Linked DNA regions of Sus scrofa: region 2 is linked to region 1. A link is a contact called in public HiChIP or PLAC-seq data. All regions are on one chromosome and are shown on one strand. Each heading gives the region's core, a stretch centred on a gene start, on an enhancer-like site or on the middle of the called end of the contact. The rest is flanking DNA. Distances are from core to core; before and after follow the strand shown. Region 1 holds the start of IFIT3 (interferon induced protein with tetratricopeptide repeats 3). Region 2 holds the start of LOC100151816 (interferon-induced protein with tetratricopeptide repeats 5).

Region 1 (2,662 bases), core at 71-2,570:
ATGTTTATTTTTAAAAAATCTCTCCGGGTATTATCATTCCTTCAGAGTTCAAAGTTTAAATACATAAATTTATCAACGAGGCAGCTAGCCAACAATATTATCCATGTTACTATTTCCCCTTTTCCGGCTGGACAAACTAATGATTTCCTTAGACTTCAGAGAGGTAACATGCTCAGGAGTCACTCCAGGGCTTGGCTTCCTATATTTAGCACCAGGGGAAAAAAAATTTAGGCTCTGGAATTTGACTCATAGATAATTCCAGAGTTAGCAAAGTGAACACACAATTAAACCCAGGTCTCAAGGTGCAAACTGTCTCTCTATAGTAAATTTACTTGATGAGCTACTTTTTATGACGTATTTCTGGAGCAGTCTTCCACATCATGTGCTCCCAGAAACCCTGACTTCAGGATCTCCTGCAGACTTTAGTAAAAATGCAGTTTCCCAGGATCCACCCTGGAGTTAGGGTCAGATTTCTGGGACTGCTTCCACCTCAAGCTGTAGTTTCAGAGTCATGAGTTTAAACAATTTTCTTCTACTAGTACACTGTTGGTGGGATTGTAAATTGGTGCAACCACTGTGGAAAGCAGTATGGAGATTCCTCAGAAAACTAAACATACAACTACCATTTTATCCAGCAATCCCACTCCTGGGCATCTACCCAGAGAAAACCACGACTCGCAAAGACACATGTACTCTGATGTTCATTGCAGCACTATTCACAATAGCCAAGACATGGAAACAACCTAAATGTCCATCGACAGAGGAGTGGATCAAGAAGATGTGGTACATATACACAATGGAATATTACTCATTCATTAAAAAGAACGAAATACCAGCATTTTTTACAACATAGATGGACCTAGAAACTATCATGCTAAGTGAAGTCAGCCGTACAATGAGACACCAACATCCAATGCTTTCACTGACATGTGGAATCTGAAAAAAGGACAGACTGAACTTCTTTGCAGAACAGATGCTGACTCACAGACATTGAAAAACTTATGGTCTCCAGAGGAGACAGTTTGGGGGGTGGGGGGATGTGCCTGGGCTGTGGGATGGAAATCCTGTGAAATCAGATTGTTATGATCATTATACAACTACAGATGTGATAAATTCATTTGAGTAATAAAAAATTTTTTAAAAACTACCCCCAAAAAATAAATAAACAATTTTCTTCTACTGAGTCATGGCAGATCTCAACCATAGTTTCCTTTTCTTCCTCTTGATGTTAAAGCAGTTTCACTTTCCAGTTCCTCTTCCCTTTCATAAAGGCAATCACTCACACACAGGGAGAAAGCATCAGCTGATGCATCCTCCCCGCCCCATTTCCCTTTTATATAGCTCCTTCCTATTTACTTGAGGCACGTTTCTGAAGGGCAAATCAGCTTGGACCCCAGCTTTCAGAACAGCAGAGAACAGACCGCCATCATGAGGTGAGTGAGATAACAGCGAGCATCCTTTTTCTCCAATGCAAATTGTAAGCCGAGCCTCTCCGGTGCGTCCTGCTGCTTGTGGGCTAAACGTGCCTTTTCAATATGGGCACTTGCTATTTTTGTGACTTTTTCTGGTGTATGGACTCAAATTCCCTAAGATTCCCAGGTGGAGGTGGGAGCCAGGAACCGGATGAAAGAGCTGCTTGGCAGGAGTGGTCATATCCAGTTGGGCACAACATTTGCTGAGTCAAAGTTAGATCTAAAGGACTTACTCTTGTGGGGAGGAGGAGTTTCTGTTGTTGTTTTCTTTGGAAGGACTAAGAGGCTTTCTTCTTACCATTTTAAAAGTAAGCATTTCTTTTTAGCAGATGCTATTAAAGATGAAATTAGTAGTACAAAGCCAACTCATGTTGGGAATTTTGCCTTGAAAATTTGATCACTTCAAGATGGGAAGTGGAAAAAACCATTTTTACAAATGGACTTTTTTTTTCCATTTCTCATATGAAAACAAACCCAAAGCTTGGTGTTTCTTCTTATTTTTGCTGTAATGAGGGCTGGTGAGCAGCAGAAAATCATATCTCTTCAAAACATAACGACCTAATCTCTTTCCTAATACTGATCTAATTTCTAGTGAAGGAAAGCAGAGCAATGGGCAGTGGTTGCCTGGGGATGGGATGGTGGAGGGTGGGATTGGGCTTAACTAGGAAGGCACACAGGAAAATCTTTGGGGATGATGCAAAGAGGAGATGGTGGTGGTGGTTACATGGGTATATACATTTGTCAAAATTCATCAAGCTATTCTTTAAATGGGTGCACTTTGTTAGAATCTAAAGCATAATCTTAGAAAACTTGATTTCAAAAGATGCACATAGATGTGCTCCAGCTCTACCATCAGATAGAGCCTCAGGAAAGACAGAGCTGAGAGAAAAGGAAAACTTTCCCATCAAACACTTATGGGGACTGAGGGGTTGATTGCCTGGAGAGGGAGCATCCTAGTGATCACTGGGGGAGGGAGGACAGGGAGACTCAAGGGCTCCCAAATGCTCTGCAGGCTTGTATCTGAAGATAGGATGGATAGGAAGAATTCACTGCCAAGTGCCTCAGGTCACCCTTTCCTGTATGATAGTCTCCTGGTTACAAATGATGTTAATTGTGTCTGCATGAGTAGGTTGACCAGAAAAACCTAGCTCTGCCCAGCATCTTGGTAGCTAGCCTGTCTAGGGAGTTTG
Region 2 (2,662 bases), core at 113-2,612, 40 kb after region 1:
TTTGCCCGGCGCCACAATAGGAACTCCCTTTATCTTTACTTCTCACACTAGAAATTAATTCCAAACAAGAGAATAATAAAGTCCCAAATGCACAACTAACGCCAGTTCTGTACCTAAATGTTAGCCACATTTAACATGATTCTCGAGGAGCAGAAACTGACTTGACCTACAAGCCATTTTTTCTAGCAAAACTGAATGAAAAATCAAAGTCAGTGTTTCTTAATTAACCAAATAGTAAAAACTATATATCGTTGCCCATTCATTTAAAAATCAAAGTCACTAAATGGTAAAAAAAAAAAAAAAAAAGTGGTAATAAGTGTCTTTTTGATGATGAATACTTTTTCTCAAGGTTTGAGAGTTGTCTTCGCCCTCTGCATAACCAGAAACAAGATGCAGAAGACAGAAGGCAGGACTTGTCGCTTGTCTGTTTTATTCATTGCTGTATTGACAGGACCTTGAACAATGTCTGGCTCTTAGCAGTTGTTTAATAAAACTTGAATGAATGACTGAATTTGAAAGGGACAAAAATTTTAGTGTATGGGCATTTGATACTTTCTACTTAGATTCCTAATACCACCCCATCTTTACTGGGACCTTATTATAGAAACACAGTTGGCAAGGACATGGAAGGCAAAGGAACTTTCACACAATTTTGGGTGGGGGTGCAGAAATGTCTTCACAAAGCTTTTCAGCAATGGCTACTAAAACTCTGAATGCTTACACATTTTGATCCCACAATTTCTCTAGATTTACCCAATAGAAATTATGGCTCAAGTGCACAGCATTGCACCTATGTTTGCTGAATCAAGATTTCAGTTCAGCTTAGGATGCACAAAGCTGTCAAGAGCATCGCCGTTCCCCAACAAAAATAACGCTTAACAATCTCCATTTTAGGTAAAACACCTCCCCCCCCAAAAAAAAAAACATAAAACAAAACAAAAAAAAACGTTATCGAGAGACACGCGAATTTAATGAGGCAGGTAGGAGCGAAGAGAGAAGTCCTAAAGCCCAGCTGCAAATTTCACCCTGGATGAACTCCACCCCGTCGCGCGCTGCGCAAACCTCTTGCCTCGGTTCCTCAGCCCGGTCGGGGGCCCCCCCAACTCAGCGCTTCCAGAACTTTCTGTTTCCCAAGCTGGACTCCGCCTGTCCGGGGATCAGATTCACTTTCTAGTTTCCTTTTCCCGCTCGGTCCGCGGTTGACAATGACTGCAGCCTAAGAGCGGAGGTAGCGCCGCGGTCCCCTCATGACCACGCGCACGCGTACAGCACGAGCACGCGCCCGCGAGCCCGCCGCTCGGCCGCGCAGGAACCGAGTGCTGAGGAGAAAGCCCGAGGGGACCGGCGCCTTCCTGCACGGCCGCGGAACCCAACCATCATGAGGTAAGGGCTTCTCCCCTCTTTTCCTCCCCAGCAACTTGTGGCCTTTGTTTCCCACCCGTGTTTCTCTTATTCCATTTGCAACGCTGCGCTGCGGCCCTGGAATGGGCTCGGAGCCCCTTGAGCCCGGCGGGCGGACGTCTGCGTTGGGGATGCTCCCGGGCAGCCCCGTCCTGGTCGGGGCGGCCGAGGGCGGGCCTCCCCGGGAGCTTGGCCGAGCGGACCCTACCCGTGAGTCCCGGGCGTCTGTAGTCCGGACCGTTGGCCCCGGGTGGGGGGTGGGGGGCAGGCGACGCGCCTCTTGGGCCTCTTACCTCCCTGGGGCTCCCGTCGCCGCGGTCCCCGGGCGGGTGCGGTTGGCCTCGGCGTGGCCGGGTCCCCGCAGGCCTCAGCCCCCCGGCGTCACACGCGTCGGCTCCTGCCATTTTGCCTTTCTGATTCCTGGGTCAGACTTCTCCCCACTTCCTTTGTACCGCAGACGGATATTTCTTGTTTCACCCCATCCAACGTTTTCTGAGATTTTCTTGCTCAGAGGAAGATGGGGTGGGGTGGGGGGGACCTTGGCTCACCCGTTTTATTGGCTCCTGCCCTGCACCTGGGTAAGGAACCGTCCGCATTTAGGACGTTGAGGAGTGGAAGGCTCGGATCTTGGGCACCTGAAGCCAGTGGAGCCCTTTGTTCTAAATCCTGATTCTGACCACGTACTAGTTGGGTAACCCAAAGCAAAAGTTTCTTAAGCTCGGCGAGTCTGTTTCTTATCTGTGAAAGGTGATGGCTTCATCTCTTAGGAGTGTGAACAGGGTCCGTTGACTGCTTGGCACACGATATTTGCAAAAATGTTGCCTATCATTATATGTTTTTTAAAAATGTAATAAGTGCCTCACTTCTACCATTTTTAAGAAGGGAGGGAGGTGAGAGGTATCAGGAAGGGGCCTGAAGAGACAAGGAGGGAAAGTTAGGTGCACTGTCTATGTATGCAGGATGGGGTGGAAGAGGGGTGGACTCCACTGGGGACTAACTGTTCTCCCAAGGAAAATGAAAGACCGCTCCTTCCTGGCCAAAAAAAAAAAAAACAAAAAACGCCAAAACAAAACAAAACCCTCAAAGTCATCTGAAGATAAATGTTCCATCCTCAAACACAGTAGCCTCTCTCTGCTAGTTTCCCAGAGATAAAGTTAAAAAATTAAGTGGACAAAGCTTTTGAAAAAGTGAAACTTCCCATAGTATCCAGTTGTGCATAAATTCTACAGAGTGTGGGCATAGCACTTGAGTGGCTGACTGA

The links. HiChIP or PLAC-seq counts read pairs in DNA pulled down with a chosen protein or histone mark.
Region 2: a contact with region 1 is called in an H3K27ac HiChIP or PLAC-seq map of alveolar macrophages. The contact joins the promoter of LOC100151816 here to the promoter of IFIT3 in region 1. A contact is called at or near these places in 3 of 47 Hi-C or Micro-C datasets (embryonic fibroblasts, liver and skeletal muscle) and 2 of 2 datasets of contacts at active chromatin or transcription factors (alveolar macrophages and skeletal muscle).

The regions. Positions count from the first base shown.
Region 1 is chr14:101,213,457-101,216,118 of Sscrofa11.1, forward strand. It overlaps IFIT3 (interferon induced protein with tetratricopeptide repeats 3), which reads left to right and starts at 1,321. Exons shown (of 2, transcript NM_001204395.2): 1 at 1,321-1,433. The coding sequence starts at 1,429. It also overlaps a transcript of LIPA not described here.
Region 2 is chr14:101,253,456-101,256,117 of Sscrofa11.1, forward strand. It overlaps LOC100151816 (interferon-induced protein with tetratricopeptide repeats 5), which reads left to right and starts at 1,363. Exons shown (of 2, transcript NM_001315572.1): 1 at 1,363-1,383. The coding sequence starts at 1,379. It also overlaps a transcript of LIPA not described here.